2 separate regions of the Mus musculus genome follow, and region 2 is linked to region 1. A link is a contact called in public HiChIP or PLAC-seq data. All regions are on one chromosome and are shown on one strand. The core of a region is the stretch at or near the end of the contact, and the rest is flanking DNA. Distances in the headings are between cores, read along the strand shown.

Region 1 (7,735 bases), core at 1,355-3,854:
CCGGTGTGCACCGATGCTTCAGCGCTTGGGAGACTGAGGCTAAAAGAGCGGTAGTGTGAGGCCAACCTGTGCTACATAATGGAATTGATAGCCATTCATGGATACTAATAAGGAAAGCTTGGGATTAATAAAGCAAACATGCTTTATTAATAATGAGATTTTTTTCTGTGATATAGATAAATATCCTCATTTTGGAAGATATGGGAATTAGAATATATGTATATATATGTATATGTATATTTTATACTCAAAAGCAGGAAAATATTTAAACTATAAGAAAAAGTCATGGTTCGTAGAATTTAAATGGAATTTTCAAAATGTAAACTTATTTTACTGTTGACCTCAGATGTACACAACTGTATTTTGAAATGGGATGGACCTGTTATTTTATCAGAGTGTACCTATGCTGATCCGCTCTAGTTTGACTGATGCTGGATTTGTTCTTCCCTGGCCATTTAGGAAATGGACCTATAGATACAGTATAGTAAAGGAAATGGACTTATAGATACAGTATAGTAAAGGAAATGGACCTATAGATACAGTATAGTAAAGGTGTGAGTGTAAGCTGGTTATAGTGTGTCCTGGTTCCTTGGCACAGGACTGTGCCACGTTTACATTGATTTGCCAATGTCTTAGACTACTTTGACAACCAAAGCACTAACCTATATATACGGTGCGTGTGCACATGTATGTGCACACTTCTTTTGAACATTTCAATAGAACAAAATGAGAGTTATCTGTCTGTAGAGTATCTAGTCTTTATGAGATTGGATGTACCAGAACAGCCACAAACGACTTTGGGTCGACTTTGGGCTTGTATGGATTGTGACCTATCTCTCAGTAATGTGTTTAGTTAGTGTTGCCAGAAAAACAAACCAACCAAAACTTTAATTTTAGCCAGATTTCTGCTTATCTTGCTTGATTTTCTTTGGAATACAGTCTTCTCAAAACACAGAGGATTCCAGATTAAATGATGAGGCCATCGCCAAGCAGCTGCAGCTGGATGAAGATGCAGAGGTACTGCCATTCCACTTAGTTATCACTGTTGGCTTGATGGTCTGACTTTGGACTTCTGTTAGCCAGGCAAACAGTCAAGATGGTTTTAATCCTTTTCTCTTTTTAAATAAGTTCTGCCTGCCTCCCTGTCTTGTCTCTGTATCTGCCTGTCTCTGTGTATGTGTGTCCATCCACCCATCCATCCATCCATCCATCACTCCAAGACAGGACCAGAACTCACTGTATAGGCCAGGTTGGCCTTGAACTCACAATTTTGCCTTAGTTTTCTGAGTGTTGGGATTATAGTGGTGCACAGCCATGATTAGCTCAAAATGAGCCTCATCAGGAGTATGGTGTAAAATAAATTAAAATAAAGTATATGAGAATATAAGTTTCTGTAAAATATAAATGATGAGACTAACAGATAATTATTTATGTAAACATTTTGAAGTTCTGTGAATAGGAGGCTCTGTAGTGTATTTGAAAGAACTTCATTTTCTCCTGTCTTCTTTTTGCTTTCATTCTGAGCATATACACTCTTTCCCTGGCCCTTTACTGTATACACTGATGTCTTAGAAATCTGCCTTTGGTTCAGGATTCTCTCTTGAGCTGTAAACCCATATCTGACAGGGATTTATTGATCACTTACCGAGTTCCTAGCATGGCTGTTGGTAGTAGGTGATTATGGTTTAAAGAGAAAACCAAGAAAGAAAACAAGATGCTGGGAAGCGACAGACGTGCAGAATGCAAGTAGAGTTCTGGGGCAGGTAGGGAGCGCGTGGTGTCGGAGAGTGACGCACAGGCAGCCACTGCTGAAGACTCAGATCCACACTGAGCCCAGGATCGCAAGGGTAAGCATCTGAGAAAGTATGCGCAGGAGATCAGTATGGCCACACAGATGAATGAGAAGGCAGTTAGGGGATTTGGAGGAGTAGCCATCAGCAGGTCTTGTAGGTCACAATGAGTCTTTGGTACCTAGGAAAAGGACATTGATTGGTCAGGACTTCAGATTTAGCCTCTGTGAGATGGACTCAATTGGAGTCCTTAGTAAAGTGGCATGACTTGGTGGGTCCTGGAAGTATACTGGCTTCTGTAGTGTACACAGGATAACTTGAAGTCTTTCCCTGTAGTTGGGCATGAGCAGACTGGCGTGGAGATTGTTAAGGTGTGGCAAGTGGCAAATGTTAGCTCGCGTCAGGTTGGAAGTGAGAGGTGACCTCAGCAGCTGGATGAACAGTGGTGCTGTTACGAAGATCAGAACACAGGATGCAGAGCCTGTTGGTACAAAGAAGTTAGTTCTGTTCTGGCGGCTACAGGGTGGTGCCGGCAGGTCCAGTCTAGAGGAGAGAGAACCTGGTCCCTCTGGGGTCTCTCTGGAGCTGAGCAGGATGGCAAGTGTCGATGTCCCAAAAGAAACACACCAAGCCAGGAGTCTTGTGGAAGCAGGAACTCAACTTTATGGCATCAGCCTCTCGCTTATATAAGTTCGAAACATAGGGAGGGGAATTTTTGGTGGGGCAAGGAGGAATGGTGACAGAGGGTATGGCGTGACTGACAGGGCCAATGGCAAAGTTCTACCTCAGCAAGAGTGAGGCAGAGGCAGGGCCAAACAGGTCTTGCTGAATCATCCTGATGCGGAAGTGACTGAGACAGGTCTCAAAACTAGAGCCAGGCTTAGGCTTTCCCACAAGGCCGCAGAAACTCGAACCGGGTTCGGGTTTGTCCTCAAGGGCCAAACCAGGGCAAAAATGAGGCCCAACAGGATGGCTCAGTGATTAAAGCTGCTCGGCATGGAAGCCTGTCCTCCTGAGTTTGATTTCTGGTATCAATGTACAGGGTAGAAGAAAGGTTGTTCTCTGTGCTCCACCTGAACACCCATTCACACACACACACACACACACACACACACACACACACACACACACACACACACACACACACACAGGTTGTTCTCTGTGCTCCACCTGAACACCCATTCACACACACACACACACACACACACACACACACACACACACACACACACACACACAGAGACACACACACACACTAATTAAAAAGAGTTCTGTTTTGATAGTGGCAGATGTCTGATAGAGGAAGTGGTGGAGGAACAAGGAAACAAGTCTGGCACTCAGCTGCAGGATGTATTTGCAAGTGATTAGCATTTGTGTGGGACTTAATACTTGTATACCTGTATGACACCTTGAGGAGAAAACAAAAGAAAAACATTGTTAGGATTGCTCTTTAACATTGGAGATGAAGGGGCTGGAGAGATGGCTCAGAGGTTAAGAGCACTGACTGCTCTTCCGAAGGTCCTGAGTTTCAATCCCAACAATCACATGGTAATGAGATCTGACGCCCTCTTCTGGTGTGTCTGAAGACAGCTACAGTGTACTTATGTATAATAATAAATAAATCTTTGGGCTGGAGCAGGCAGGGACTGAGCGAACGGGGGCCAACTGGAGCAAGCAGAGGTCCTAAATTCAATTCCCAACAACCATGTGAAGGCTCACAGTTATCTGTACAGCTACAGCATACTCATATACATAAAATAAATAAATCTTTAAAAAACAACAACAACAAAAAAAATGGAGATAAAGAGGCTCTGGCAGAGGGGACTAAGGGAGCTGTGGGTGGGGTGGGAAGACTGGGTGAGCCTGGTGTTTGCAGACGCTGAATATGATGGAGTTCACCGGGAGGGCTCATCTTGGAGCGTCTTCATGTTAGGGCTTTGTGGACCCCTTCCCTGTCCCCAGACACTCAGGACTGTATTGTTTATTGACATTGTGATACAATGCCTTCTCCATGGAGCCTGACCCTAGAGAACATTGGCTGACTATGTCTCAGTGCTTGTTCTAGTGCCCTGGACAGACCATGTGTGGTTCTTCATTTTATTAGCTGGACACTTCACACTTGGTGTTTTACAAATATTCCTTAGCTGGCTGTGGTGGTACACACCTTTAATCCCAGCAGAGGGAGAAAGATCTCCAAAAGAGCTTGAGGCCAGCCTGGTCTACAAAGCAAATCCCAGACCAGCCAATACTATATAGTGAGACCTGTCTCAAAACAGCAACAAAACCCGAAACAAATACCTGCCTTGTTTTTGGTTGTACTGCATTATCTGATCTCTACCCAGGGGTCCTGATGACTCATGCAAGGTAGGATGAGTGGCCTAGGCCAACTGTGAAGTCCTTGTCAGGAACCTAACGTGCTGTTATCTTTGCCCAGCTGTGGAGGATTAGCTACTTCTGTGCAGAGAACCACAGGGTATCACAGTCCCCTGTTTTCCTGTTTCTGTCACATTCTTTTAGACTCTTTGGGTAAATTAATTTAATGAAAGATTTAGGGTGTTAATCATTGATAGTCTTTCCTAATTATCTCCTAAGAATCCCATCCCCAGTTCTACCTTTTTTCATTCATGGTAACTATATGTTCACTATCTCATCCCGAAGCCAGTATATCCAATGCCACATGATGTCACTGACAGTAAATAAACATCGTGATAAGATGCAGGGCTCTTTATCACATGCCATAACCCCAGTCCTAAGTTTCGTTCGATTCATTGCCCTCCCCTTCCCTCCTCTCCCCTCCCATCTCCTCCTGGTGTACACAGAAGGTTCTAGACCGTCCAGGACTACATAATGAGACAATGCCTTCCACAGCAGTGGCTGGGAGGAGGATAAGCCAGGTGTAGTGGTGCACACCTTTAATCTCAGCCCTTTAGAGCAGAGGTAGGTGGATCTCAGTGAGTTTGAGGACAGCCTGGTCTACATCCTGCCTTCTAAGCCAGCCAGTGCTGTGTAGTAAGACCCTATCTTTTAAAAATCAAAACAGAACTGGGTGGGCTAGGCTGGAGAGGTGACTCAGATGACTTGTCAAACCAGAGTTTGTTTGCTAGCACCTATTTATAACTCCAGTTCTGGGGCATCTGATGCCCTCAGCTGGTCTGTATACCCACATATAGATGCAAATATACACATGAGGTTTTTTTCTTAGAACAAATAAACCATAATAAAACATATAATGAAGAGATCTGTTATACTAAGAGCATTAAGAGAAAATGTGACCTCAGATTTTATAAAGAAATAGCACGTGAGGATATGCAACTATCTCCATTGGCTGGTAAGATGGCTCAGCAGGTGGAAGGTGCCTGAGGGCTGGAGTTTAATCCTTGGGGGCTCAAAAGGAGAAAAACATCTCTTACAAGTTGTCTTCTGGCCTCCTCACTTGTGCCATGCATGCATACCCACATACACAAGAAATAAACAAATTTGAAATATGCTAACTTTATTATGGTGCAGATCTAGAAGTGGAGTCAGTAATGTAAGTTGATACTTGACTGTCAGTGTATAGTGGGAAGATGTCATTGTTATTTTCAGGAATTTTTTCTGTTTTTTTCTAAACATATGAACCACACATTTAAAAACTTTTGGGTACAAAAAGCCAAAAGCATCTTACTGTGTTATGCTTTTTACAGCTGGAGAGGCAGTTGCATGAAGATGAAGAATTTGCAAGAACACTGGCCTTATTGGATGAAGAACCCAAGATCAAAAAGGTAGCATTATGGGGGGGGGTGTTTGTGTGTGTGTACACGTGTGTACACATGCAGTCCAGAGGTAGATGTCAGGTCTTGTCCTCCACCTCAGTTGACCTTGGAGCTTCCCATTTCTTCTAAGATGGCTGGCCAGGGAGTGAGCCTCCAGGATCCTCCTGTGTCCTTCCCAGCATTGCATTCCCAGTTACAGGAATGCACTGCCATGCTTGGCTTTCTCATAGGTTCTCATGAAGTGAAAGTATGTGGGATGACTTTATCCATTGAGTCTTGCCACTAGGTACACTGTTTTAATTTATACTATGTGTGTATGTATGTGTGTGTATGCAAATTCATTTACAGTGTAATTCTTTCTTAAAGGTTTCAAGAAATAAAGCAGAACTTGCCCTACAAAACACAGTGGGTTTTACCTTTATTTCTTATCAAAAGGGATTTTAAAATAAGATTTACTTATTTTAGTTATATGAGCACACTGTAGCTGTCTTAAAACACATCAGAATAGGCATCGGATCCCATTATTGATGGTTGTGAGCCACTGTGTGGTTGCTGGGAATTGAACTGGGGACCTCTGGAAGAGTAATCCGTGCTCTTAACCGCTGAGCCGTCTCTCCAGCCCGCAAAAGGTATTTTTATATTTTTGGTTGTGAGCCTAGCCTTTAACGGCTGAGCCATCTCTCCAGCCCAAAAGGTATTTTTATGTATTATTTCAGAATAATGATTGTCAGCTCCTACGGAATGCAGATTTAATAACTAAACGCTCTTCTCAGGAAGCGGGGCCTCCGTGTGGCACTTTATTTTCTCTTGAGACCGTGCTCTCTTAGGCTTTGTTTTTTGAGGTGATCTTTGCTGGGTTGGTTTTGGGTAGCCTGATACTGTGTAGCCAGGATGGGTTTGAAACTTGGCAGTCCTCCTGGCTCAGCCTTCGGATACTAGTACTGAGATCAGGATATCAGCTGCTACTCTTCTCTTTTACTTTTCTACTGGGCTTTAATTTGTTATCATTTTTTTTCTGCTTTGTTTGTTTGTTTGTTTGTTTCTATTAGTAGTTTGGGAGTTGAGATAAAAGAAACTCTAACAAGACTTCCATTTCTGGGTTAGGAGACTGGGTGGGATGAGGTGTTTTATTGAATTATTGCTATAATCGTTCATCTGTTTCCTTATCAGTAAAATGAAGTAATAAAACATTCCCTTTGCTGGGGGTAGTTTTTGTGGATAAATGGATGGCAGTTTATTGTGGTATCTTGCTGGTTTGGAAGATGACTCTTAAATTTAAAATTTTAATTCGTTTTAACAGCACATTTTATAGTAATAGCTTTCCTATTACTTAACATTCGGACACGTTTTAAACTTGTTTTAGGCCCGAAAGGATTCTGAAGAGGGAGAAGAATCATTTTCATCTGTCCAAGATGATTTAAGCAAAGCAGAAAAGCAGAAAAGCCCTAATAAAGGTAATGGTGGCAGAGGAATGTAAGAGAGCGCTGGCTTGTCTTTGTAGAAGAGAATACTCGCTAACTTTGCTAAACCCTTCTTTGCACTATTTGTTTCGTGGACATTCAGCGAGCTGTTTGAGCCCCTTTAGGTAAAGGTGCCCCTAGGCTCAGATGTACTTCTGCTAACTCCAAGACCGTCAACAGTTAGATCATGTCGTAGTGAGAAGTGCATGCTGTGGAGAATGTCACTGCTGATGCCCGATATCTCAAGAAGTCGCTGAGTCCATGAATATGGAACCCACAGACACGGCAGGCTGATTTACAGTCACATTCCTGTAAAATCAGACCTCAAAATTACCCATCTCTCTGCTGATTGCATGTTTCTTTTGCACCATTATAAAGTTGAAAACTTTTTTAAATTGGTTATTTACATTTCAAATGTGTCTCCCACCTGCAAACCCCCCATCTCATCCCCCTTCCCCTTTGCCTCTAAGATAAAGTTGAAAACTTTTTGTTTTTGTTTTTGTTTTTTTTTTTTGTTTTTTTGAGACAGGGTTTCTCTTATAGTCCTGGCTGTCCTGGAACTCACTTTGTAGACCAGGCTGGCCTTGAACTCAGAAATCCGCCTGCCTCTGCCTCCCAAGTGCTGGGATTAAAGGCGTGGGCCACCACGACAGGCTAGTTGAAAACTTTTAACAGTCCTAAATCAAGGATTACCTGCACTTTGAAAGCTAGATACTAGAGGAGAATGCTCTTC
Region 2 (7,747 bases), core at 3,693-6,192, 48 kb before region 1:
TCCTACTTGCTGAATTCATTATTTCTGCTCGGTCAGCCAGGAAATTGCTCCTTTTTGCTTAAAGCCAACTTGAATTCAATTTGTCACTTGCAACCAGCAGCATTCTGACTAATACACCACCAGGTTAATATCAGTAATATTTCACGAATTAGCAACACAACAAAACAGGGAGATTGAATTTGACATTGGTTCTTTGATTACAAAGATGAAGTTAGAGAGGCTGGAGAGATGACTCAACATTTTAGGAACACTGGTTGTTGCTCTTTTCAAAGACCCTGGGTTCAATTCCCAGCACCCACAAAGTAGCTCATAACTCTCTGTAGCTCCAATTCTAGGGGTCTGGGGCCTTCACAGACATACATACAAGCAAACCACCGATGCACATAAAACAAAAGAAATAAACCTTTAAAAAATCCTAGCGTGTTCATTGAATGGACTTATACACTCTAGGATGGGCCAAATGTTCTGTGTTAGACGTTGGAAGCATGAGATCGAAGAGCCAGTGAACAGGACCGGAGAGATGGCTCAGCAGGGGGAAGTAGTTCCCACCAAGCCGGGGGACCTGCATTCCATCCCTGAGACCCGCGTGACAGAAAGAGAGAATGACTCCCAAAAGTCACCCTCCAAACTCTCCACCTGTGCCTCAGCATAAATAAAAAAATAGAACTTAAAAACAGACAATAAAAGAAGCAAGCACAAACAATAGCAGCAACAACAAAAGATGCTCTGGCAACTCTTAGTCTAACTGAAGAGAAAGGAAAGGATCAGGGGCTGGAGAGATCACTCGGTGGCTAAGAGCACTGGCTGCTCTTCCAAACTCGCAACTGTCTGTAACTCCAGCATCCTCAGGCAGACAGACATGTGGGCAAAATGCCTTTAAAGGAAGGATCAATTGAGATGGCTGTGGTGAGCCCACAGAAGGGACAGTTAGTTACCTCTGAGGTGATGACTGGCTAAGGCAAGTTTGTCACAGTGTTGGAAGGGAAAAGTAGGGCTTTGAAAGGCATCCTATCTGGACAGAACATGTTAAAAGGGCCGGTGCAGAGGACTAGCAAGGTAAACCTGGGTCACTACCAACAATACATTATCACTTGTTATATGTGCTTCCAGGGGGTGATCTGACAGTGGGATGAGAGAGGGGCCAGAAAGGGGACTTGGAAGGACTGGGTAACAAACGCTTTGGGAAGCCATCAAAGTGTTTTGTGCAGGGAAAGCAACACAGTGCATATTTCAAATATTATTCTGTTAAATAGGCATGATAATAGTTACCATGTAAGGTTGTTGTGAAAACTGCACATGCCTTAAGTTGATTAGATACTTAAAAATGGATAAGCCAAAAATCCACCTTATTCTGTTCCAAACACTATTAAAAACTCAGAACAGAATATCCATTGGTAGGTGGGAGTATGGGAAATTCATGCTAGAGGTGTAGACTTACTTTAAGGAATCTCAAAGTCTCTTCAGTAACATAGTCTGATTCAGTTAGGGTTGGGGCTATGGTTCAATTGGTAGTTTGTTTGCCCAGTGTGTTCAAAGCTCTAGATTTGATCTCTAACATCTATGTAAACTAGGGATGGTGGGCTAGACTGTATTAATGGCACTGAAGTTGGGAGCAGAAGGGTAACAATTTTAAGGCCATCCCCAGCTATATAACAAATTCAAGGACAGTCAGGGCTGTGTGAGGCTTCATCTTAAAAAACAAAAGCAAGCTGGGTGTGGTGGCACACGCCTTTAATCCCAGCACTTGGGAGGCAGAGGCAGGCGGATTTCTGAGTTCGAGGCCAGCCTGGTTTACAGAGTGAGTTCCAGGACAGCCAGAGAAACCCTGTCTTGGGAAAACAAAACAAAACAAAACAAAAACAAAACAAAACAAAACAAAACAAAAAAACCCAAAGCAAAACAAAAACAAAAGCAAACAAGCAAGCAAAACAAAAGCCTGAACTCCAAGTTAGTCTGTAGTGAGCTGGACCATTCTGGTTCCCTCTAAACTAGGACATTTCAAATTAAGACAAACTTTTCTAGATCGTTCTAGAACTAGAAGAATGCTATCGGTCATATGATTTCCAAAAACCTCCGAGAAGAGGAGTCTAAAGCAGTCTATGATCCACAGCAATTGGGTTCTTAGTTAGCTTTAGTTTAATACATATTTTTGAAGTAAAAACTAATTCTAAAGAATGCTTCTCCTGGGTCACAAGGAGAAACAAGAAGGAAAAATACTTTGTTGTAGCATAAAATAGCAAATCTCTCTCTCTCTTTCTCTCTCTCTCTCTCTCTCTCTCTCTCTCTCTCTCTCTCTCTCTCAAAGAAAGGGCTGAGAGGAGACATGGGAAACAAGGTTACTTCAGGCTACCAAAGCATTGCAAGACTTCTCTCTGGTGCGATAGGTCACTGGGCTATGCAGCAGATTTCACTCTCTTACTGATTTCAAGGGACTGCTTAGGCCATTTATCTAGGCTAGTGGTTTAGAAATGTTAAGGCCACCCGAGAAGTAACTTGGGGCAGCATGATTATTTAAGAGCAAAATCCTCCGAGATGGCTCAGTGGCCTGCGCCACTTGTAGTCAAGCCTGCCGACCTGAGTTTGTTTTCCAGGCCCCACGTGGCAGGAGGAGGGAACCAACTCCAGCAAGATGCCCTCTGACCTCTGCGAGCGTACCATGGCACGTGCACAAGGACTGGTGTGTGTGTCTTGTGTGTTTGAACAGGCTCACGGGCATCCACTGGCACACACACGTATGCTGTCATGCATAAATGTAAATTTCAGAAACAGCAAGTAGAGTTGATGAAGCAGAGAGAAAGGAGAATAAGGACTTTTTACAGCTATTTTGGATGTAACAAATGAGCCTGAGATCATAATGCAATTTATTTCCTGCTAAGGGAAGACGTGACTGAAACCATCAGGCTAAATATATAAGATATATATTATATTAACATGAACCCAGAATCCAAAGGAAAGGAAGGGCTACATAGAGCAGCTTGGTGTTCCTGGACACTTTTTCTGTTCCTACATATTTGAAATTTTAATTCCTTAGAATAAATTACTCCCCCCCCACACCCCCACATTATAAAATGCTGATAACCTTTCCTTTTCATCTTAAACAATGTAACAAGTATTTCAAGTCCTTTATTTTTCTCAAGTGAACTATTTATCCAAGAAGTTAACTCTGTCTCCAGATGTCAGTCTCCTGTGAGGCTTTGTCCCACCAAAGTCCCTAGATTACCCTTTAATAGAAAAGATTTAAAATAAAGAGCTTTTGATAACACTGCCAATCATAAATATCATACACACAGCAGCTGAATTTGATTTTGAACATGGCTGAATTTGATTTCCCTGAAAGTCCCACCTGAAGACGAGAATAATGAGAACGAAGGCCTATTTCATGGCTGTTACGAGGGTCAAACTGACCTGTGCTGCGCACACAGTAGGAACTGCTATTTTTTATGCACTTTCATTATTGTTTTAATACATGGAGCTTTTCCCAGCACAAACTCTGGCTTCTGAGATACCCCATCTTAAATACCTCTCCCCCAAGTAGGGCCTATTCTTCTCACGTTTTATGGTTGGTTTCATTTAGCTCCCAACACATGCTATCCCACCTGTTTTGCTAGGGGACCCATGTAGTGCCAACTGTGAGCTGTAAATCATTTCATTTTCTGTATTTAATAAGCATAGGTGAGCTACCGGCGATTCCCCTTACCACAGCTAAGTGCCACCAAGCACAGGAGCAACAAACCCGTATTAGAACGATTGTGTAGTCACGTTATTCTGCCATCGGGAGGGATTGTCGGAAAAACACAATCTCTGTAAAGCGTTGCTTTCCCACAGACTAAAACTGGACTCCCGTTCTCACATCTAACTACATAACTGTGTACTTTAAAAATGACCTCAAAGGGCAGCTGTGAAGGAAACCAAATAAATCAATATATTAGTACTGATCGTGGAAGATGAGACACAGCCAACTTTAAATATAAAATTGGAGGACAGAATTTGTAAGTTAGCGTGAACTTAGTGGTGTTGATTTTTGGCAAACTGTTCCTTAAAAGAATGTTTCCTTTAACCCCCAAGAACACCCCCCCCCAATTCTGAAGCTCTTGTGAGAAGCCAGCTGTACAGTACCTTGATCAGGTTGTGTCCCACAGTGTAGACAGCTGTTAAATTTCCCTTCTCTCCTGGTGCATGCATACCTGTGCCAAACCCATGCCAAGCAACAAGGTAAGGGTTGTGAATTGTAATCCAATATTTGACACGGTCTCCAAAGGTCTGGAAGCAGTATGTGGCATAGTCGTTGAAGAGATCTATCATAGTTGCATTTTTCCAGCCCCCATATTCTTCCTGGAGCGTCAGAGGCAAATCCCAATGGTACAAGGTAACAATGGGCTCGATATTCCTAAGTACCAGCGAGTCCAGAAGTGCACGGTAGTACCGGAGACCTTGCGCATTCACTGCTGCTACTGTTCCATTGGGAAACAACCGTGGCCAGGAGATTGAGAACTGATAAAAAGAAACTCCTAAAAAATCCAGAGCCAACAAGTCTTTTTCCAGAAAGATGTAACTGTCAGTGGATCTGTCTGTGCCGTTGACACCTCTCAGGTGTGAGTAGACGTACCGATCCCAGATCGAGGGTCCTCTTCCATCTGTCTTCCAACTCCCTTCCACTTGAAATGCTCCGGTCCCAACGCCCCAGGAAAAGTTTTTAGGGAAAGTGTCATAGAGGAACAGCTGACTTGGGTTTACCGGACTCACGTACTGTTTTTTATCCCATATTGCTTTCCCGTCTCCGGAGAAGCCGGTAACAGCTCGCAGCAGAACAAACGCAGACAGCACGGCAGATCTTTGCAGTGCCCTGTTGGACATTGTTTTCCTAGAGCGTGTGTTTCTTTCATCAGAGCTGAAGAAAATCCATTCATTCCCCGGAGACCCTGCTGCACAGCCTGTCTTCATTTACCACTAACTGCTGGACTGTCTTTATCAGCGCTCCAGTAAAAGCCTGTGATTGTAAAGCCCTGTCAATGATTAGCCTGGATCGGGAGACTTAGGATGGGGTCATGAGAGCCACGCAATTTGAGGGAGGTGGCCTCGTTGCCGTCAACAACCTGTGTCGTCTTCTTGGGATGAGGAAAATCCGACCGGTGAAAAATGCACCCCGGACACTAATTTGAATGTGTTAAATAAATGTATGGAAACCATGCCTGAGAATGGCGTTTTCTCCGTAGTCTTTCACATGGCCGAAGACCTTTCTGAATGTTTTGAACTTTATTGAATAAGGGATCTACTTTTCTATTTTTAGAGTTTGACGGGTAATTTCATCATCTCCCATTTTAGGAAAAGCAATTTTACATACAAGTCAATAGCCAGAAGTAAATAATTAAAAGCAGGATATTACACTTCAACCAAAACCATACACATGTAAGAACAGTCTTAATGTTATTTATTTCAAAAAAAAACTTAGTTGAGCATGGTGGCTCAGGGAGGCTGGAGCAGGAGGATTGCTGAGTTTAAGGATGGCCTAAGTTATGTAACTGAAAGCCATAATGGCTACAGAGCAAGACTCCATTTCCAAGACCCCCAAATCAAATCAAGTAGCCAGGAGCTTTGTGATTGGAGCACTTTGGAGGTAGAATCCAAAGGGACAGAAGTTCACAGTTGTACTTGGCTACACCGGGAATCTGAAGTCAGCCTGGGGTTACATGGCACTGGATATGGAAGACAATTTGAGTTTGAGGACTTGTTGGGGGGTCTATGAATTTAATTTCTTTTGGCAGAACTAGAGATCAAACCTAGGTCTTTCGGATGCTAAGAAAAAGCTCTACCACTGGGCAACATCTCCAGTTTTCTATTTACTTTTATTTGAAAGCAGGGGTGCAATACGCTACCCATGAACTTGATATGTAGTACAAGCTGGCCTCGAAGTTATGGCAATTCCCCTGCCTCAGGCCTGCATCGCCAGGCCCAGCAGGGTACTTAAACTTTTTTTTCTTTTTTTAAAAAGATTTATTTATTCGTTTATTATATGTAAGTTCACTGTAGTTGTCTTCAGACACTCCCGAAGAGGGCATCAGATCCCATTACAGATGGTTGTGAGCCACCATGTGGTTGCTGGGATTTGAACTCTGGACCTTTGGAAGAGCAGTCAGTGTTCTTAACCGCTGAGCCATCTCTCCAGCCTCTCTCTCTCTCTGTATATATATGTGTGTGTGTGTGTGTGTGTGTGTGTATTTAATAAAAAAACAACTGTATTTACAGAGGCTGGAAAGTAGTTCATCAGTTAAGAGCACTTGTTGCTCTTGCAGAGGTCTTGAGTTTGATTCCCAGCACTCACATGGCAGCCCACAACCAGCCGTAATTCTAGTTGAGGGAATCTGATGCCCTTTTCTGACCTCCAAAGGCTCCAGGCATACGCGTCATATATATATGGGCAAACAGATGCACTCACATAAAATAAGTAAACAAATCTAAAAAAATCCCCTTAAAGATTAAACAAAATGTATATGTGTGTATCTCAGTGAAAGAAAAGTTTCTTAATGAGAAACTAGATGTTTTCCTACCAAAGCAGGAGGAGGCAAAGATGTGGACTCTCACTGATGTGTGTGTTAGTGTGTGTGTGTGTGTGTGTGTGTGCGTGTGTGTGAATTCCTGCTGACTGATCTTTGGGCTTCCTTAATACTTTATCTTCTTCACTTGATCCAGTACCGCAGTAGAATCTCTAGGTAATCCAAGAAAAGGAAACAAAACACACACACTAGGAAGCAACAAATAAAACTGTAAGCTCATAGGTGATCATGATTGTTTATGAAAAAAAAAATCCCAAAATTAATCAACTGAAAAACCGGGTTCAAACAAACAACTAGGATATAAAATGCAAGATAATATAGAAAAGCCAGTTAATTGCTTTCTTGCACACCAGCAATAAACACTTAAAATTTGGCATTGGAAAGGTTCTATTGGGGTTGGGCACATGGTTAGGGGGTAAAAGCATTTCCTATGCAGGCCTGAGGTCTTGAGTTTGAATTTCCCGTAAAAATGTAAAAAGAGAAAACTAAACGTGGGGCCTGCTTGCTGCGGCGGTGCACACCTTTAATTCCAGGGCTGGAGGCAGAAGCAGACAGATCTCTGGGAGCTCTAGGTCTGCCTGGTCTACATAGTGAGTTCTGGGCCAGTGAGTGTCATATAGTGAGACTCCGGGGTTTTGTATTGTTGTTTTGTTTTTTAAGCTGATACGGCCATAGGTGTCTATGTAGCTCCAGTGTGGGGGGTTGAAAAGACAGGCAAAATTTGTTTTCTCCACACACACAAATACTTTGTTACTATAATATACACACACTATAAAGAAATAAGTTTATAACTCTAAATCATGACAGTGTCTAGAGAACGATGGATGGAAGGAGACTGCCGGGTTGACTCCCGCGGTAGAAAGGGCATCATCCAATTCCGGGGACCGCAGCCTCTCAAACTCTGACGTCATCAGGATCCGGAGACATACTCATTCATCCTAGAAAGTGTGCGCAACCAGTTGTTCTCTTCAGGCACTCGAGACTCAAACGAAAGAACATTTTTATTTCTACACAGATGTCATAGGAGGCCGAAAAAGAGCTTCAGTTGGCCGCCTAGCCCCGCCCAGCTTCTCCCCCCCCCCCCCATCCAGCCCAGATGGATTCAGGTTTAGTAAGAAGCCCAGTCTTGGGGGGTGGGGGGGAAGAGGGTCTGGGGGACTTTGGGGATAGCATTTGAAATGTAAATGAAGAAAATA

Evidence for each region. HiChIP or PLAC-seq counts read pairs in DNA pulled down with a chosen protein or histone mark.
Region 2: an H3K27ac HiChIP or PLAC-seq map of embryonic stem cells shows a contact between it and region 1, with 12 read pairs. The contact joins the promoter of Klb here to the enhancer-like site in region 1. A contact is called at or near these places in 1 of 484 Hi-C or Micro-C datasets (nephron progenitors), 1 of 115 datasets of contacts at active chromatin or transcription factors (embryonic stem cells) and 2 of 9 other capture datasets (adipose tissue and pancreatic islet).

Annotation. Positions count from the first base shown.
Region 1 is chr5:65,295,215-65,302,949 of GRCm38.p6, reverse strand. It overlaps Rfc1 (replication factor C (activator 1) 1), which reads left to right. Exons shown (of 25, transcript NM_001347357.1): 6 at 940-1,017; 7 at 5,474-5,551; 8 at 6,906-6,996. Among named protein-coding and RNA genes, the nearest start is that of Rfc1, 37 kb to the left of the region's middle. Within about 2 kb of position 2,604, at least 44 of the 459 cell types and tissues checked have an H3K27ac peak or open chromatin away from gene starts, as enhancers often do. A contact at or near this core is called in embryonic stem cells, where this site is marked.
Region 2 is chr5:65,345,606-65,353,352 of GRCm38.p6, reverse strand. It overlaps Klb (klotho beta), which reads right to left and starts at 4,942. Exons shown (of 5, transcript NM_031180.2): 1 at 4,117-4,942. The coding sequence starts at 4,941.